2 separate regions of the Mus musculus genome follow, and region 1 is linked to region 2. A link is a contact called in public HiChIP or PLAC-seq data. All regions are on one chromosome and are shown on one strand. The core of a region is the stretch at or near the end of the contact, and the rest is flanking DNA. Distances in the headings are between cores, read along the strand shown.

Region 1 (4,971 bases), core at 3-2,502, 160 kb before region 2:
GCTCTGACCCTTGAGGACACTGCAGAAAAAATTAGGAGGTCACAAGGAAAAGTGGTGAGTACTCTCAACCTTGGGCAGAGAAGCTTGTTTGCAGTGGGCTTGGGTTAATGCAGACTCATAACCAGTCCAAGTGCTGAAAATAAGTGATTACTAAGTGAATGGCTCTAAATGGGACATCTAGTCACTGGCTCCAAGGTCTAGGAAACAGCACAGAAGAGTGGGCAGATAGGATGCTAAGAGGAGTAGGATGTGGTAGGAACACTGAAAGTATGTCTTTCTGACATGACCTGGCCACTGCACTCAGAACCTCAAGGTAGCTGGGACTACCTGCACGAGAACAACACTGCTTGGGATATGTCATTTTAACATAGATGGAGGAGTGGCTTATGAGGCCCCACCCTAGCTGAGACCCTTTTGGTAGTTGCTGAGGAAAAGGGAGTCATTTTCTTCAGTGTTGCAACCATTGTTAAGTTGCCCTTGCACCAGAGTATGGAACAATCCCACCACTACCATACAAACATACTTTTATAAGCAACCTTAATTAAAGGCAATGGGCTATAAAACAGCAACAAAACAAATAAAACAACAACAAAAACCCTGAGGCAAGAAGGGACTTGTTATAAAGGACTCAGTAGGAATGTGACAGAGTGAAGAGGGAGTAAGAATAATCAAAATATATTATGTATATGGACAAACTGTTAAAAAACTAAAAAAAAAAACACTTCTGGAAGGAGCTACCAGCAGAATGGCTCAGGGATAAGGGTGCAAAAACCAACTCCTCCTGCAAGCTGTCATCTGAACTTCCTTAGGTGTGTTATGGCATCTGTACCCCCCTCTACGCCATAAAAATGAATGTACATAAGAGACAAATGAACATTTAGAAAAGACATCCAAATGTACAAGGCAAAAGCAGTTACACAATTCTGTAAGCAACATGCAAACTACAATCTACCCTACTCTTGTGCCCTACCAATAGCCTGACCAGGCTGCAAGTGTCCACCAGTCAACGGCTAAGCCCCTCCACAGCACCAATCTGCTCCATCACACCAGTGAGGCCTTTCAGCCACACTAGTTACAAGACAGAATATAGGTACAACCCTCAAAAGGTATAAACTTCAAGGACAAAGTGCCAAGACTGGCCAGAGACTCTCCTAAAGAGCTTCAGAACTGCCTAGCAATCAACACTACTAACAGCACAGCATGGTAGTTGCAGAGTGCTGCAGAGGTGGCTCAGGAAAGAGGAGAAAGGCTTCAGGGGCCAAAAGTGGGGCAAGGAGAGAGTGCAGATGTGTAGGATGATAAGAGGTCAGAGACTAAGCCTAGGCTGTAACTGCTCCTTAAGCAGGCACATATGGGAAGTCAGCCACAGCCCAGTGACCTGTCTGCCTTTCAACTTTCTATGGGCTTCCTCCTTATTCCTACAGCACAGAAGGGCCCTGCACAACATCTTAAAAGCTAAGCAGGTCAACCTATGTAAGTCACAAAGCTCAAGTCCCTCTGACCCTTTGTATGTCCTGCTCCTAACAGTGTTACTGTCACCAGAAGATGCAGGTTCTTCCCATGTTAAAAGGAAGAGACTGGAACTCAAGTGGGTGTCAACTATACAAGACTGTGTTGCAAAAGGATGTCCATGCACAGCTCCAACGTCAGCACTTGGAAGATAGAGACAAGATCAGGATTAAGGACATATTTGAGGCCAGCCTAGCTTAAGGGAAAATTTATCCCAAAAGCCAATACTTGAGAGCTAGAAAGGCAGCTTTGTGGTTAAGGGCTCTTGCTGCTCTTGTAGAGGACTGGAGTTCAACTACCAGTACCCATTTAACTAGCTTACACTACACCTTCCTGTAACTCCAGACACAGACAATAGTACTCCCATACGCGCGCGCGCGCGCGCACGCACACACACACACACACACACACACACACACACACAAGTAAAAAATACTTTAAAAAAATGTACTGCTTAGAAGATGTGATAATGGGCGTGGTGGTGCACGCCTTTAATCCCAGCACTGGGAAGATAGAGGCAGGTGGATTTCTGAGTTCCAGGCCAGCCTGGCCTTCAGAGTGAGTTCCAGGACAGCCAGGGCTACACTGAGAAACCCTGTTTCAAAAAACCCAAAAAAAGGGTGACTGGAGAGATGGCTCAGCGGTTAAGAGCACTGACTGCTCTTCCAGAGGGCCTGAGTTCAAATCCCAGCAACCACATGGTGGCTCATAACCATCCATAATGAGATCTGATGCCCTCTTCTGGTGTGTCTGAAGACAACTACAGTGTACTTACATATAATAACAAATAAATCTTTAAACCCCTCCCCCCAAAAAAAGATGTGATAATGATCCAAGTTAGCAAGGTATAATGGAGTATGCCTTTAATCTTAGCACTCAGGAGGCAGAGACAGACAGATCTCTGTGCATTTAGACAGACAGATCTCTGTGCATTTGAGGCCAGTATAATATATATAGCAGACAGCCAGAATTATGTACAAAAACTCTATCTCAAAAAACAAAACAAAACAAAAAGAAGTTCCAGTTCAGTGTCCAGCACCCACATTAGGCAGTTCACCCCTTCTCTACCTCCAGGTCCAGGGGATACACTCACTGTCCTTCTATGGACTCTACAGGTGCTTGCACACACACACACACACACACAAATTCCAAAACAAAACTTTAAAAAAAGAAAGAGACACCTTTAACCCAGCATGCAGGAGGCAAAAGCAGATGGATCTTTCTGAATTTCAGGTCAGCTTGCCTACAAAGCAGGGTCCAGGCCAGCCAGAGCTACAGAGTGAGATCCTGTCTCAAAATTCAAACAAACAAAAAAAGAGCATGCAAGAAAAATTCTGTTGCCTTAAACTGTGGGGAGGGGAGGATAATTTATCTACCTGCTTATACCTAGTTCAGATAAATACTTGGCTGAAATTACTACGTGCCTGATGTTTCCTGGAAATGCTCCAGGGAGAAAATACAAGAGGATGTGTAAACCTCAAGGCATTGAGCAGGAGATGGACGTCCTGGGGCTCATTTCTTTGGGAAGCTCCTCCAGGTCTTCTGTTCTGGTGTAGGAATAAATAAATCCCAGGGCTGTGGGCATGCTGGGCAAATGTCCTACACCTCTGGCTATGCCATGCCCCAGCCCTTTTTCATGGCTTAAGAAAGTCTTGCCGTGGGGCAGTGGTGGCGCACGCCTTTAATCCCAGGCAGATGCAGGCGGATTTCCGAGTTCAAGGCCTGGACTACAGAGTGAGTTCCATCAGCCAAAGCTACACAGAGAAACCCTGCCTTAAGACAAACAGACAGGGCTGGTGAGATGGCTCAGTGGGTAAGAGCACCCGACTGTTCTTCCGAAGGTCCAGAGTTCAAATCCCAGCAACCACATGGTGGCTCACAACCATCCGTAACGAGATCTGACTCCCTCTTCTGGAGTGTCTGAAGACAGCTACAGTGTACTTACATATAATCAATAAATACATCTTTAAAAAAAAAAAAAAGACAGACAGACAGACAGAAAGAAAATAAATAAATCTTGCCCAAGCTCCCCCAGGTGGACCTTGAACTTGCCACTCACACTCACCTACCCTAGCCTCCCAAAGTGCTGAGGTTGCAGGTATGCAACAGTATATACAGCTGGTTGGGTTTTTTTTAAATTATTTATTTTATGTATATGAGTACACTGTAGCTGTCTTCAGATACATCAGAAGAGGTCATCAGATCCCATTACAGATGGTTGTAAGCCAGGAGATCTAACACCCTCTTCTGGCCTTCTCAGGTACCTGCACATGTGTAGCTTATACTCTGATAGACAGAGATCACACATAAATAGAATTTACACATAGAGCTGTAGGCACCGAGCGTTGACACAGTCTGTAATCCCAGTGCTCTCAAGGCTGAAGCTAGAGATCATTTTGAGGCCAGTTTGGGCATCCAGTTCAAAAAAATAGAGGAGAGAGTGGACAGCCAAGGGGAAAAGGGAGATGACTCAATGGGTAAAGAACTCTGCCATGCAAACCAAGCCTGACAGCCTGACCAAACTACATAAGTACAAGAAGAGCCTGAAGTCCCCACAGGCTGTCCTCTGATTGTCACACATGTGCCATGCTACACTCACAACCCTCCCAAATCTCATGAACACACATGCAGAAAATTATATCTGCATTTTTAAACTAAACATCAGGGGGGCTTCTGAGGTGAGCCAATGGCCCTAAGTGTTGCTCCTGCAGAGGTTGTGGCTCCTGTCTCCCAATGAGTGGCCCTGGTGCTGGCTAAGACTTAAAGCCCTTAAATTGACAACTACTGATGTGATATTTATTCTAGCCAAGAGTTTCTCATCCTAGGAGACATTATAAAGTATCACTGGAATACAGCAGAACAGTGTTAATAAGAAAAACAATCTGGGGCTGCAGAGTTGGCTCAGATGTTAAGAGCACTTGCTGTTCTTGGAGAGGACCTAGATTTAGTTCCCAGCAAAACAAGGTGACTCACAACCATCTGTGACTCCAGTTCCAGGGGATACAACATCCTCTTCTGGCCTCTGCAGGCATTGCACACACATGGTACACATACATGCAGATGAAAACCCCACAAAAATTAGGTTTTATTAATGACATCCTGTCTCAGAAACAAAAAACCTAAAACAAAACTTAAGAAAAAAATCCCAAATTAGAAGAGCTGTGGCCGGGCGTGGTGGCGCACACCTTTAATCCCAGCACTCAGGAGGCAGAGGCAGCTGGATTTCTGAGTTCGAGGCCAACCTGGTCTACAAAGTGAGTACCAGGACAGCCAGGGCTACACAGAGAAACCCTGTCTCAAAACAAAACAAAACAAAACAGAAGAACTGTGAACAAATACTGAACTCCAGATAACTTTGTAAGATGGCAACACTCTACTCCTTAGTCTTAACTGTATCAAAAAAAAAAAAAAACCTGGAAAATGGAGGTGCTAGGCATGGCTGCACCCACCTATATACCCCAG
Region 2 (5,604 bases), core at 1,158-3,657:
GCGGTTAAGAGCACTGACTGTTCTTCCAGAGGTCCTGAGTTCAATTCCCAGCAACCACATGGTGACTCACAACCATCTGTAATGAGATCTGATGCCCTCTTCTGGTGTATCTGAAGATAGCAACAGTGTTCCCACGTACATGAAATAAATAAATAAATCTTTAAAAAAAAAGTTTATATATGGGCTGAAGAGATGGCTAAGGTTAAGAGCACTTGTTGATTTTCCAGAGCACCTGGGTTCAATACGCAGCACCCACGTGGCAGCTCACAACCCTCTGTAGTTCTGGGGGATCGGAAGCCCTCTGCTGACCTCCAAGGTTGCTGTCAAAATCTCCATATACATAAAGCTAAAAAAAAAAAAACTTAAAAAAATTTAAAAAAATCTCTTTCTCTCTCTCTCTCTCTCTCTCTCTCTCTCTCTCTCACACACACACACACACACACACACACACACAGGCGTGGTGGCACAGGCCTTTAATCCCAGCACTCGGGAGACAGAGGCAGGCAGATTTCTGAGTCTGAGGCCAGCCTGGTCTACAAAGTGAGTTCCAGGACAGCCAGGGATACACAGAGAAACCCTGTCTCGAAAAAAACAAAAACAAAAACAAAAACAGGACAGAGAGGTGGCCCAGTGGTAGTCAGCAAGGCTGGTGGCCTGAATTAACGCCCAAGCACCAACTTGGCAGAAATGACGACTCCTGGAAGTTGTTCTCTGACCGCCACACACTAAATGTGTCCCCTGACCTAATAAATACAGACTGGCTGGGCAGATGTTTCAGCAGTTGGAAACACGTGCTGCTCTTGAATGGGACCTGAGTTAGGTTCCCAGCACCCACATCGAGCAGATAACCAGGCCTGCGACTCCAGCTTCAGGGGAATCCAGGATAGGCATGTGCATATAGCTATAGACATACCAAGAATGAAAAGTAAACTAAGGATCTGGACCCAGGTGGTGCAGACCCCAGTCCTGGAGAGCCAGCTGGAGGCTCTCTGTGAGTCTGGTCTACACAGTCTGGTCTACACAGCCAACTGTGGGAGAGAGACCCTGTGTCAAAACAAACAAGGAATCAAAGTCAGGATTAAAAATAAACAAACACCAGGACAGCCAGGGTTATACAGAGAAACCCTGTCTCAAAAAACCAAACCAACCAAACAACCAAACAAACCCAGCAAAAAAGAGATTCGGCCGCAATCAGTTGTCCCCACTCATGCACATCATGCCCATAGTTGCGCACGTGCACACACACACACACACACACACACACACGTGCAGGATGGAAAGGGAATGAAGAGATGATATTTAGTGCTGACATCTAACACCACAAACAAGAGAAGCCTCACTCACATCTAACTTTGAACTCTTGAAAACACACACACACACACACATCCCAAGAGCAAATACATGGAGTTGCATGGAACTGGCTAGATTTTCTAGAAAATTATTGCTAGAGTGTGGCCCCTTGGAGACCAGCCATCAGCTATTCCGTGTGCTGGAATTTCATCCTTACATCTGGGCAGTCCCTGTCTACAGCTGGGGCGTCTCCCCAAATACCCTGGGGTTGCAAGGGCTGTGCAACTGTTAAGAGCTTTAGGCTGTTCTCACAGACTGGGGGTTGATTGCCGGCATCCACAGGGCGGCTCACAGATGTTTGTAACTCTAGTTCTAAGCATCTATCTCCCTCTTCTGATCTCTTCTGGTACTGCGTCTTGTGGTACACGTATATACATGCAGCCAAAATACCACAGGAGTAAAATAAAAATGTAAAAACTTGGGGCTGGAGACTTGGCTCAACTGGTTAAGAGCACTTGTTCTGCTTGCTAAAGTACCCAGGTTCAATGTGTAGCTCATACGGAGGTTCACCACTTCCTTAAACACCAGACACATATGTGGTGCACAGATGTAGAAGCAGGCAAAACACTCATGCACACACAAAAAATAGATAAAACAAACCTAAAAAAAAAACTTAAAAATATATATGCATGCTGAGTGCATTGGATTCTCTCTGTGGCTATTTTAGAAGAAATATCAGCCCAATTCTGTAAGCAGTGTCACATGAGGTATGTCACATGGGACATGCTAAGTTCCCTTATCAGCTAATTTGCCCTCCTTCCTGTGAGCTCCTGGCCTCTAAATCACTATTCTGCAAGAAGAGGGTGAGCTTGAAACCCTAGTTATCTGCCTTCCCTCCAGAGTGCTGGGGTGGGGCAGATCGCAGTGCTCCGGACAGAGCCCAGGGCTTTGAGCAGAAACAACAGTTGTTGTTCTACAGTTAGGGTCCAGCGGCCGTGACTGATTAGGCTTCCTTTAAGGAAGTGGAAAGCGACCTGAGATCATTCAGGATAAATATCACAGGGTTGGGTGGTGGTGTGTGTCTGTCATCCCGACAGTTAGGAGGTGGAAGCGGGAGGAGCCAATTAGGAGTGAAAGGCCAAGCTCAGTGACATAAGAGTTCATGGCCAGCCTGTGCTACATGAAACTCTGTCTCAAAAATAAAAGGATAAACTAGGTACTACCCTAAGGTAGGATTGACGCGAGGGCCAGGATACTCTAAGAAAAAGGACCTTAGGATCCTGTTCAAATCAAATTGAAAGCAAGGTCATTAGGAGGACTACAGGCAGTAGAACCCAGCCTGCAGATCAGAAGTCGAGCGGCCGCAACCCTCATTGGCTATTTTCTTCAGAACTGACAGCGACCTTAGCCAATAATAGCTTGGAATAGCCTCCCGCCCTAGCTCCGCCTCTCGGATGGTCTGCACCTGCGCCGCTTCCTGATGTACATGTAGTTCCGCAGGAGCCCAGAAGGGGGCGCGAGAGGGCTTGTGCTCCCAGTTCTGGCTCCTTACCTGACTTGGGACAAATACCTATTTGACTGGTAATACAGATTGTTGGTAGTAATGTAGTAAAACACACTATGTCCAGCGTGTAGTCTGCACAGGAATAGTGCTATTGTATTTGTCAGCAAGGGAAACTGAGTAGATACATTAACTAGTTTAGATTTAAGCTTTGGATAAGCCTGTGTGGTGGAATAAGCCTTTAGGAAGTTTAACAGGAGACTCATGATGAGTTCAAGGGTATCGTCGTACATATAAGCTCCCGAATGGCCGGAGCTACGTGTGACTCTATTATTTAAGCCTTTTTGATACAGGGTCTTTCTACATAGATAAGGCTGGCTTTGAACTTACAATCTACCTGCCTCTGTCTTCCTAGTGTTGGGACTAAAGGTGTGTGCTGCCACACCTGGGAGAGATCTTGCTTAATCAACCCCCACAGGAAACTCCATCTGACTTACTGGGTATCTGTCTGTCTCTCTTGTTAGTCTGTCAGAGAGATGGTGATGCTGTTCTGAGCCCTGGCTGCTCTTCCAGAGGATTCAGCAACCACGTGGTGACTTTAAATCATCTGCAACTCTAGTTCCAGAGAATCTGAGCGCCCCTTCTGGCCTTCTTGGGCACTGCACTTACAGATACCCATTACACACACACACACACACACACACACACACACACACACACACACACATAAAAATAGAAATAAAAATTTTTTATTGTTGTTTTTTTCGAGACAGGGTTTCTCTGTATAGCCCTGGCTGTCCTGGAACTCACTCTGTAGACCAGGCTGGCCTCGAACTCAGAAATCCACCTGCCTCTGCCTCCCAAGTGCTGGGATTAAAGGCATGCACCACCACGCCCGGCATAAATGTTTTAAAAATAAAATCAACCCCAAATTAAAATCTCAGTAGGCATTTTATAAGGTTTAATGTATATGAGTACACTGTCTCTGTCTTCAGACACACCAGAAGAAGGCATCAGATCCCATGACAGATGGTTGTGAGCCACCATGTGGTTGCTGGGAATTGAACTCAGGACCTCTGGAAGAGCAGTCAGTGCTCTTAACCACTGAGCCATCTCTCCAGCCCTATAAATAAATCTTTATTTAAAAATAAATAAATAAATAAATAATTATATTTGTCACCTCAAATATTCATTCTTTGTAGGAAGAACATTAGGATTTATTTTTGGTGTGGTGGTGCACGTCTTTAATCCCAGCACTAGCGAGGCAGAGGCAGGCAGATTTCAGAGTTCGAGAAATCCTGTCTCGAAAACAAAAAACCAAACCAAAACAAAAAATATATACTATGTAGGCTAGTGGTTCAAGGGACAAAGATGTCTGCTACTGAGGCTAATGACCTGGATTCTACCCACCGCAGCCAATTACTGGAAGGAATAGAGGTAGGTGGGGTAGCCTTTTTGGGGTCGTAGATTGAGAAGAGAGAGAGAAGAAGGGCACAGCAGAGAGGAGGAAGTCTCCATGAGAGGAGATGGCTGGGAGAAACAGCAAGTATCTGGGGCACAGTGCTGGGGAGCAGCCAGTCCAGCAGCTAGAAGTAGATTAGGGGTGACCCCAGTAACTGTCCAAAGCCAAGTAAAATAACCATAGGCTGAGTCCCATCCATCTGTACATTAGACGGGGATTAGTTTCAATTGGCTTAACTGCACTGGACATGTGTGCTGAGGGATATGTGCACATGTGTGTGTGCACGTACTCACACATGCACATAAATAATAGTAAGATGTAACAAAAATTAAGAACAAAACATTAAAATAAAAAAAAAAAAAGAAGGCTGCCTAGAAAGATGTCTCAGCGGGTAAGCACTTGTTACCCTTGCAGAGAATGGGCTTGGTTCTCAGCACCCACACTGGGCGGCCTGGTCACTGGGATCTGACAGCATGCGCATATCAGACAGGTTTGCACATGTACACATGAATAAGAATAATTGTTTGAGACAGGGTCCGCTCTTGTAGCTCTGGCTGTCCTGGAACTTGCCATGTAAATCAGACTGGCCTCAAACTCACAGGTTCATCTGCTTCTGTCGCCCCAATGCTGGGGTCAAAGGTGCTACCACAGGCTTAATCTTTTTTTTTTTTTTTAACAAGAGTAAATTTTAAAAAATTGGCTTACTAAGCCGGGCGTGGTGGCGCACGCCTTTAATCCCAGCACTCCGGAGGCAGAGGCAGGCGGATTTCTGAGTTCGAGACCAGCCTGGTCTACAGAGTGAGTTCCAGGACAGCCAGAGCTATACAGAGAAACCCTGTCTCAAAAAAAACAAACAAACAAAAAAATTGTCTTCCGTGTGAAGGCGCGATAGCATCACCTCAGTCCCTGGAACTCACACAGTGGGGAGAACTCACCCCCATGTGAGTTCTCTGACCTGCATGTGGCTAGTGCGGCACAAACACATTCTGCAGCATTCTCCCTGCTGCCTTCTCCCTGCCTGCTAATAACCAAAAAAAAAAAAAAAAACAAACAAAAAAAAAACCCAGCTCCTTGTTTCCTCTCTCTGTCTCTCTCTCCCTCTCTCTTTCTCTCTTACTCTCTCTCTCTCTCTCCCTCTCTCCCTGTCTCCCTGTCTCTTTCTCTTTCCCTCTCTGTCTCTACCTCTCTGTCTCTCTCCCTCTCTCTCTCCCTCTCTCTGTCTCTCTGTTTCTCTCTCCCTCTCTCTCTCTTGCTCTGTCTCTCTCCCTCTCTTCTCTGTCTCTCTCCCTCTCTGTCTGTCTCTCCCTCTGTCTCCCTCCCTCTCTCCCTCTCTCTCTCTGTCTCTCTCTCT

The links. HiChIP or PLAC-seq counts read pairs in DNA pulled down with a chosen protein or histone mark.
Region 1: a contact with region 2 is called in an H3K27ac HiChIP or PLAC-seq map of the HPC-7 cell line, with 6 times the contacts expected there. The contact joins two enhancer-like sites. A contact is called at or near these places in 3 of 39 promoter capture datasets (the C10 cell line, cranial neural crest and frontonasal cranial neural crest), 3 of 15 datasets of contacts at CTCF or cohesin (large pre-B cells, pro-B cells and stem cell-derived epiblast-like cells), 2 of 484 Hi-C or Micro-C datasets (the CH12 cell line and bone marrow-derived macrophages), 12 of 115 datasets of contacts at active chromatin or transcription factors (the HPC-7 cell line, bone marrow-derived dendritic cells, bone marrow-derived macrophages and 7 more) and 4 of 9 other capture datasets (adipose tissue, embryonic stem cells, liver and 1 more).

Annotation. Positions count from the first base shown.
Region 1 is chr9:21,380,547-21,385,517 of GRCm38.p6, reverse strand. The region is part of intron 1 of Ilf3 (interleukin enhancer binding factor 3); the gene reads right to left. Among named protein-coding and RNA genes, the nearest start is that of Gm36198, 12 kb to the right of the region's middle. Within about 2 kb of position 1,252, at least 7 of the 459 cell types and tissues checked have an H3K27ac peak or open chromatin away from gene starts, as enhancers often do. A contact at or near this core is called in the HPC-7 cell line, where this site is marked.
Region 2 is chr9:21,217,799-21,223,402 of GRCm38.p6, reverse strand. No RefSeq gene overlaps it. Among named protein-coding and RNA genes, the nearest start is that of Keap1, 19 kb to the left of the region's middle. Within about 2 kb of position 2,407, at least 271 of the 459 cell types and tissues checked have an H3K27ac peak or open chromatin away from gene starts, as enhancers often do. A contact at or near this core is called in the HPC-7 cell line, where this site is marked.